2 separate regions of the Ovis aries genome follow, and region 2 is linked to region 1. The links are chromatin contacts, called in public Hi-C maps. All regions are on one chromosome and are shown on one strand. Each heading gives the region's core, a stretch centred on a gene start, on an enhancer-like site or on the middle of the called end of the contact. The rest is flanking DNA. Distances are from core to core; before and after follow the strand shown.

The links. Hi-C and Micro-C count contacts between places; a contact is called where the count stands out from the background.
Region 2: a contact with region 1 is called in a Hi-C map of hypothalamus, with 2.0 times the contacts expected there. The contact joins the promoter of CLMN here to the enhancer-like site in region 1. A contact is called at or near these places in 2 of 16 Hi-C or Micro-C datasets (hypothalamus and liver).

What each region holds. Positions count from the first base shown.
Region 1 is chr18:57,809,760-57,814,156 of ARS-UI_Ramb_v3.0, reverse strand. CLMN (calmin) reads left to right here. Exons shown (of 14, transcript XM_042235441.2): 3 at 598-693; 4 at 3,039-3,122. Among named protein-coding and RNA genes, the nearest start is that of DICER1, 64 kb to the right of the region's middle. Within about 2 kb of position 2,641, at least 9 of the 54 cell types and tissues checked have an H3K27ac peak or open chromatin away from gene starts, as enhancers often do. A contact at or near this core is called in hypothalamus, where this site is marked.
Region 2 is chr18:57,896,153-57,900,641 of ARS-UI_Ramb_v3.0, reverse strand. It overlaps CLMN (calmin), which reads left to right and starts at 2,138. Exons shown (of 14, transcript XM_042235441.2): 1 at 2,138-2,331. The coding sequence starts at 2,250.

The sequences.
Region 1 (4,397 bases), core at 1,392-3,891:
GAGGGAGGTGGTAATTAAGAATGCAGGTTCCTGGCCCTTGGCCCCTTGCCCCCAAGATTCAGTAAGTCCTAACCATCCTGCATTAAAATGTTTATCAAGTTTGTTTAATCAACAGAAGCCTTTCTGCAAGCATAGAGTTCTTACCTGGAACTCTAAATAAAGGCCAGTAAGAGCTGATGGCAGAGAAATGCAGTGGGTTAGTCTCCTTTTGGAACCGCCTGCCCCAATAGGGGTCCCTGAAGCTGCTGTGCTGGAGCCTAGGGTGCGGGGAGCATGGTTTGCAAAGCCCTGTGCTGGGACAGCTGGCCAACAGGCTCCTGCTGGCCCCATGGACTCCAGGCCACACCTAGACAAGCTCTGGGTGCACAGGACGCGGTGTCCCTCAGACCTCCCCAGGTCAGAGAGGAAAGCAGTGGGCTTCTGGCTTTTTCCACCCGGAGCCTCCTCGGGGGCTCCCCAGCACAACCCCTGCCTATGCAGTGCCATCTCCAGGGAGAGAGGGTTACTACCTCCTCAGATGCCCGTAGGCAGCTCTGGATGTTGCAGGTTTTTTCTTCAGATCACTGATCTGCCACTTTCTTTCCCCCTCTTCCGCAGTGCAACCCACCTCTAGAAGTTAAAGATTTATTCGTCGATATACAAGATGGCAAAATCCTAATGGCTTTGTTGGAAGTCCTGTCTGGGCGGAATCTGGTACGTATGTTCCAGAAGGGTTGGGAGGAGGTAAAAATTAAACGAAAACACTGCCCGTAGTTCTTTTCCATACAGTTGTCTATGTCTGTACATATATCTGGCCATCCATAAGTTCCTGTGATGGGACACTTAGGAGGGTGACATTCCTTTCTCAGCGACTAAGGCTGATATAATCATGTATAACTAAGTAAATATACCTTAGCAAGTCAACAAATACCCCATGTTTTCTGTGAGTCCAAAGCTGAAGATGTTAACTGGATCAGGAGTGTTTAGCTGGCCAGCCATTCAGTTAATTAGAATGAGAGCTAAGATTCAGGAATATGGACGAGAAAGACATCTTATCAACCAGATTCTATAAATTCACCCCGTGGCTAAAGCTAGATATACAGAATTCTAGAACCTTCTTGTGACTATGGCTGAAACTGAATTGAACCAGCTGGTCTTGAGGTTCATTCCAACTTGGATCTTTGCCAAAGTGCTCCACGTTGCCTTGTCTGATTTGTGCACGTCAGTCCTCTTGCCCGGATTCACCGTGCAGTGTTTTACAACTTCGGCGCTGTTGGCATTTCGTTCTGTTTCATTTTGAATTTATAATTTAGTTGATTGCACTGAGTGCTCGTTGCTGCACGCAGGCTTTCTCTAGTTGCGGTACTCGGGCTTCTGATCGCGGTGGCTTCTTTTACTGTGGGCACAGGCTCTAGGGCACGTCGGCTCCAGGAGTTGCAGCTCAGGGGTTCTAGAGCATGGGCTCAGCGGCTGTGGTGCATGGACTTATTTGCTCCGAGGCACGTGGAAGCCTCCCGGACCAGGGAATGAACCCGTGTCCCCTGCATTGGCTGACCTGGTCAGTGCCGATGTGTGACAGCATCCTTGGTTTCTATCCACTGGATACCAGTAGCACCACAGGTGTGACAACCAAAAATGTCCCCAGGCACTGCCAGATATTCCTTGATGGCGGAGGGGGGTCCAAGGATCTGGTTAGAGTACCAGAGGTGTCAATTTTGAGAAACGGGCTCTAGAGTCCAGTGTTTGGCCTACATGACCCAGTGTGGCTGATATGAAAGTGTCTCTGTAGGGCCCCAGCTCTACCAAACCACAGTTCAGCCAATGCAGACCTCTCTGGGTTTGCTCTTAACTCTGGGTTTAAAATCAAGAGCTCCAGCTTCAGTTCTCAGTTCTAAGGCAGCTAGAGTCTTACGCAACCCCTCACCTCTTTCTTGCCTTTCTTTTTCCAGTAGCCACCCCCAAGGGGGCTGTACCAAGTGACATGAATGAATTCTCATGAATGGTAGACCCACTGTGGTAGAAAGAGTACTTGGTTTCTTGACAGATCTCACTGTGGGCTGGCAGCATAGTCCTCAAAGGCTTCCTGAAAAAGCATATTCTAGTCCCTGGTTCTGTGTTGCCAGTAGCCCAGGCTCCCACTTTGTTGCCTGCGCACTGATTGGGAGCTGCTATAGCCTCAGTGGGAAGGGAGGCTCTGTTGGGAGTGTTTGATCCGGGAGTCCAGCCGAGAACAGCCAAGACCTCACCTGTGAGTTCACCTGGCAGTTCATACCGTGTACAAGGGATACCCACTGGCTTGCCTGTTAGTGTGAAGCACTCACCCAAAGGGGCAGGGGCGGGCTTCTGTTTCAGGATGAGTTTCCTCTGCCGGTGCTCCTAGCGTGTGCAGCGAGCATCGTCAGAGTTCTTGCTTCTGCAAGCCGCTTTCTCTCTTCCTCTTTGGGTTTCTCTGTGTCTCTCTGTGTCTGTCTCTTTCCTGGTGTCTCTGTCTCTCTGTGTTTCTGTCTCTGTCCCTATCTTTCTCTCCCTCTGTCTCTCTGATGTGGGACACATGTCCACCAAGCCCTTGGCCAGAAATCAGAAACATCTGTGGCCGCCGGGGAGGGTTTGCTGGATGATTTAGCAGCTGTGGGTGACGCTCCCGGCTGGCGCTCTCTGCCTTGACAAACAGCATCAGCGCAGAGAGGAGAGCATGTCACCGATGGTCTCTGGGGGAGGGAGGTGTATCAAAAGCCAGGAGCTGGGTCAGAGAGGGAAATCTGACAAATCTGCTCCCTATTTAATCCCTGAGTTCCCCTCCCTCACTAACACAAGTGAGTTTGGTCCCAGAAACCATAAATAAGGCGAACCTTGGGGACCCCTGAGACTACGGTTGTGTGTCCCAGGGCCCCGTGCATGGGTTTGGATGTGGTCCATGCAGGCTCTGCTGTGAGCACCATCCTTCTCTTGAGATTCATGTGAAAAAGGTAAAGAAAAAGACAAGCGCGTCCAGTGTTACCGCCGGGACCCGAGTGCCTGTCTGGGCTTAACTGCTTGTGTTGTCCTGTTCTGTGTTACAGCTGCACGAGTACAAATCCTCATCCCATCGTATTTTTCGGTTAAACAACATAGCGAAAGCACTTAAGTTTTTGGAAGATAGCAATGTAAGTATCTGAAACACATCTTGTTCACAGAGCCTTCCCTGAGACAAAAAAAAAGACATGATTTGAAGTCTAGTGCTGGTCACAAGAGACACTGGTAAAGGGGTCCTTGCTAAGACAGTCAGATGGAACAAGTTGAAATGTTAACGGAGCTCCATCAGTCGAGATACAGCTAATCCATCAGGCGAGATGCAGTCCCTGATTCCTTGCCCACCAGCCCCTCCAGCTCCATCAGGATGAAAACTCCGGTGGATGCCTGGGCGTGGGAAGGGAAGAAATGCTGAGTGGCTCTCAGGTGTTCAGAATTTAGTTGACGTTTTCCTTTTCACTTTGGGGGACAAGAGTACAGTGAAGAGCCAGGGCCCTGTGACTCCTAGAGGGGTGGGATGTGGTGGGAGGTGGGGCATGGTTCAAGAGCGAGGGAACATATGTATACCTATGGCAGATTCAGGTTGATGTATGGCAGAAACCATCACGATATGGTAAAGCAATTACCCTCTAATTTTAAAAAGAGTACAGTGAGCATGTCAGGGTGTAAAACTTGTTCTTAGCACTCAGAATATGGCAGAAGCAAGGAAGGGAAGGGGGCTAACAGCCAGAGGAAAATCACGTAATTCTGTCCTCTTTGATAGAATTTTCCAGACTTAAATTAGCCTTTTTTGTGTGTTTTGAACTCTGCTTTGTGTCCTTCAAAAATGGGAGGGAATGGCCCCAGAGAGATACAATTTCCAAAGTTCCCCTTTCATTAAGTTTCATCAGTTACTCTGGGTGAAAAGCCCTCAGCTCACCTGCCACGTCGGCATGTACAGTAGAACGTCATCACAAAGTGCTGTTTGTTTGGCGTTCCTGGGTCATAAGGGGATCTAATCTGGGCTGATTTATGCAGCAAAGGAATGTATTGAAAGGATGCCAAGAAGTCACAGGGTGACTTCAAAGACCGGGGAATCAGGGATGGAGCCCAAGACTGCTAAACGCCAGGACCACTGCAGAGCCCTGCCCCCTCTGAACGCAAGGACCCACGTGGGCACGGCTGTCACTACCCTGTCCCTCTGCCCCCACTCCCACAGCCCCTGGAAGGAACTCTCAGCGTCACTTATTCAAGTTCAAAGGCCTGGGCTGATAAGCCTGCATCCTCACCCATGTCCTGGCTGCCAAGTGCGGAGAAAAGTGGTTTTGGCTTTTGAAGAGGGAGGTGGGCTCTGCCTCCCATACTGTGGGGAAAGACCCGACCTAGGAGGTGGTTCAGATGGTGGTGACCAAAGGGCATGGCCCAGTTCA
Region 2 (4,489 bases), core at 889-3,388, 87 kb before region 1:
GAGGTGTTCCCTTCACAGGAAGAGACATCTTTTTATCATGAAAGATGGCCCATCCCTGCAGCTAACATCCACGACGCTTGTTTAAAGCCCTCTGTTTCCTGAGATCTTGATGTCAAGGAAGGCTGATTCTCTTGGCTCTAGACTGGGGAAATAAAATGACTTTCGGCCTAACTTAGCCCATGACAATTATGAAAAATAAATTGAAGTGTAAAAACAGGTGATGGCTAGCAGATGGGGCAAAATTTAGGTGAGGCCTGGCTTCTTGCACCCTGCTCTGCAGGACACAGACACAGACCCTGCTCCCTGGAGTGTGAAATGACCATGCATTTTCTAATCAAATCAGGAAGAAGGCAGCACCAACCTCAGCCTGGGGGCATGTGCCCGGACACCAATGGGCTCCCGTTGGCAACATAGGGCCTCCATTGGGCTTCTAGACCCTCAGAGGAGGAGAGCCAGGGCAGGCTGGGAACTCCTGGGAAGGGCCTCGAGAGGTCAGAAAAGAACTTATTGGTTTTCTGTCTGATTGTAAAAATATATGCTCGTGGTGGGGAACTTGGCAAATGGAGAACAAGGAGAAAGAGAAAGCAAGCTAGAGCGATGGACCGGGACAGTTGGCTTCTCATTCATCTCCAGATGAAGTCCCCCCATGGGAGTGGTAGTGCATTCAGGCAGTCACCTCTGCCCCTGGCTGTGCCCCGGGGCTGCCTCCACTGACCTCCTGCCCCTGAAGCTGGCTCCTTTCATGTTTTAGACTCAGCTCCAGTTCAGTCCTCGGAGACCTCCCTGACCCCTGTCTGCACCCCAGTTACTTAGCCTGGGTGGATTTTTTTTTTTTTTTCCTGGAACTCACTTCTGTTTGTAATTGTCTCATTTCCTTGTTTGTTGGCTGGCCACCATTCCCAGGAATCTACCTGAGGGCCCTGCCTCAAGGGCACAGGGTCTGTGCATGGGTAGGGCTTCATTGTTATTTCTTAATTAGGGAGTAGCCCACCGAGGTTTCTAGTATTTCAACCACATGAATGTGGCAATGATGAACGTGGCCCATATGTATAAATATTCACTGAGCCCGGCCTGTTTTTTTTCCTCTCTTGGAATATCTCATATATACGCCATTCTCCTCCCCTCTCTTTCTCTGTGTGTCTGTTTGTTTTCTGGAAAGGGTCAGAGTACTGAGCTGGGGGCAGGGACCTCACGTCCCTAACTCCCTCTCCAGTCTTTGGCAAATTCCAGGACTCCAGTGCCTCTTTTTTCTTTTCTGTGTTTGAAAAGCCAATAAAGTATTCTGCCTAAGGTATGAGTTGTGCGCCCCAAATAAGATCCTGGAACTCTCAAGACTCAAAAGAAACAGGGAAGAAACACACACACACCCCACGGAAAAGTCCATACTCTTTCGTTTTCAGTAAAGCCCCAGAGAGGGTCGCTTGGAGACTGAGGTGCCCTAGTGTTGGCCGCTTTCCCCTCCTTCCTAGAATCTGGGGTTACTTCTGTACTGGATCCCCGCGGAACAGGTTCCCAATATCCAAACCCTGAAAAGAAATCTGGAGAGAGAACCCCCAGACTCCATCTGCACACTCGCTGGCCCCTTTCCCAGGCCCTGGCCGGTGCCCGAGCGTCCCAGGGGCGGATGGGCACGGCTTGGGGCGCCCCCACTCCGTCGGGGGCTGCCTCCCCGAACTGAGCGGGGGCAAGGGGCCTGGGATACAAGGGTGTGCCTGTCAGGGTCCTAGGTGGGACGGGAGCGGGGTGGGGGGAGGCGCTGGGAGTCAGGGTGGAGGGCGTATCAGGGACCCGCGGGGTGGCGTCACGCGACTCGCCGCCCGCTGAAACATCACAATCTGGGGGCAGGGACCCCGCGCCTCATCACCAACCCTTTTGCAACCACACAATCCCAGCCACAAACACCCCGGAAAAAAAAAAAAAAAAAGGAAAGAAACCGGCCGGAGTCCAGCCTCCCTCCCCGCCCCGCCCCGCCCCTCCCCTCGGCCCCCCGGGCCCCCGCCCCCGGATGGGGGAGTGAGCGCTCGCCCGGCGCCCCGCACCCGCCGCCCCGCGCCCGCCCGCTGCCCGCCCGCGGCGGGGGCGGCCCGCCGCGCGCTCGCCCGCCCCGCCCGCGCCCCGCCCGCGCCCGCGCTCCTCCGGCTCCGCGGCGCCCTCGCCGGGTGCGTGCCGCTCGCACGCCCGCCCGCCCGGCTCTCCGCGCCCGCCGCCCGCGCCCGGCCGCGGCGCCCCGGCCCTCCCGCCCGCGCTTCATGGCTGCGCAGGAATGGGACTGGTTCCAGCGCGAGGAGCTCATCGGACAGATCAGCGACATCCGAGTCCAGAACCTGCAAGGTAGCGCGCCCCCGACTCCCCGGAGAGGGGCGCCGATCGGGGGGAGCCCGGCGCCCCAGGGGCCGCTCCCCGCCCCCACCGACCGAGCTCCGACCCGCGCCGCCCCCAGCCCGCTCCTGTCTCCGTCCTGTCACTTACTGGGGGCCCTGGCGGGGGGCGGGGGTATGGCGGAGAGACACCGGCCCTCAAACCCGGGCATTGCCGCCCCCGGGCCAGATGAACAGGGACCCGGGAGTGGGGTGGCACACGTGTGTGTGTGTGTGTGTGTGTGTGTGTGTGTGTGTGTGTGTGTGTGTGTGTGTGTGGTGGGGGGCATCCCATTTGCTTTGTGGAAGGGACGTCACGACTCCCCCTCCAGCCACAGCTGCGAGTTTGGAGAAGTTTGTACTTGGGCTCTTGGGGGTGGTGGCCCAGGTCAGGGAGGGGAGGAGAAAGTGCGTTTGCGTGTGTGTGTGTGTGTGTGTGTGTTCGAACATAGTTCCTAAGTACCTCCAGGGCTAGGGGAATTGAATGGGGGGCGGCGCCTCGCTGTGGCCGAGGAGAAGGAGGTCAGAGGCGCGGATCCGTGGGGTCAAGATACCGCTTTGTTCCGGGAGCTGCGGCGGGGGGTGGGATAAGGGCGAGAGGCCCGCCCGCGGCGCGGGACGCTGGGACCTGTGTGTATCTTGGGACAAGGTGAAAGAGAAGCTTGGGAGCCAGCAAGTCTGACCTGGGCTGGGAGGGGGGCGGGGGGCGGGGGGCGGTGGGGCGTCTCCCGCCACAGATGAAGAGTCTTTATCTTCCCGAGGAGTCTGTCCATTGTGGAAACTTAGAAAGCACAAACATATTTAAAGGAAAAACTTCACCCACAGTCTCCTCCTGGTAACCCATTCATGCACCACACATCCAAAGAAAGCTGCTTTTTGTGGAGGTGTACTTCCAGCCTATCTCTTTTCACATATGAACTCTGCCGAACTGGACCGAGTTTCACCTCTGGGCTCTCTTCACTCATATAGACCCTGGCAGGGAAGTTTAGCAGCTTCCTCTTCAGGCTTGGATTTCTAGAGATTCTGTGGTTAGGGGGTGACTCAGAGAGAGCTGGGAGGCCTGGACAGAGAGGTAATGGGGTGGGGTGGTGGGTCCCCCCTCTCATTCCAAGTGGGCAGGGTGCAGTCTTGAAAGGGGTGACCAGGCAGTCAAGTTTAATTAAACATTACACCTGGTAGAATATTTCCTGGGAGCCCACATGGTCTGCTCCACCCCTAGGCTGGGCAGGGACAGTGTAGGCAGAGGTGACTTGAAGTGGGGAGGAAGGGAGCCCTGTGCACTGGACACTGGAAATCGAGTTTGTTCTGGGCTCCCCTGAACCTTTTCTGCTGTGATTGGTGTAAAACAAGGAGGATTGAGCTGGAGATACTGAAAATCATCTTTTTCGATAAGTCTCACATCTGGGTCCTGTTGCCTGAGAACAGACATCCTGTTTTGGGAATGGGCGTTAGTATCTTTTGCTGAGATGGCATCTAGTTTGGGCTGTCGGGGGTGTATGTGTGTGTGAGGCAATCAGTGGATGTTTAATAAGCACATACCAACCAAATCTTGGTGCAACAGTTCCCTGCACTCCTCAACTGTCAATGTGAAGGATATCAACTTGTGAAGGGATGTTCAACAATATGAGCAGCTAGTTACACTGGGAACGGTGAGAGAGGGCTTTGCTGAATGGGGGCAATTTGAAATGGATCTTGAGGGTTGAGTAGGAGCTCACTGAGTGGACTCTTCTCTCTCAGTTCCCAGTGAACTGCCCTCACTTCTACTGAATTGCCAATTACAGTTTGAGCATCAGTGGGCTTTGCTGTTTTTAAAAAACAAACTTTTAATGTTGTGTGTGTTATTTATGTTTATTATGTGTATATGAAATATGCATTAATCTCAAGGACAAGCCCAACATATTTTCATGAGTGGATACACACGTGTAACCATTACTAAGATCATGGTGTAGAAATTTTCTAGTACCCAGATGGATGTTTTGTCTCCCTTCCCACCACCCCCACCTCAATAAAGCAACTACTATTTTAATCTTTATTGCTATAGTTTTGCCTCTAGAATTTCTTACAAAATTGAAGAGTACAGTGTATGTACTCTTTTGAAATGGCCTTTTTTGTTGTTCCACATTATATTGGTA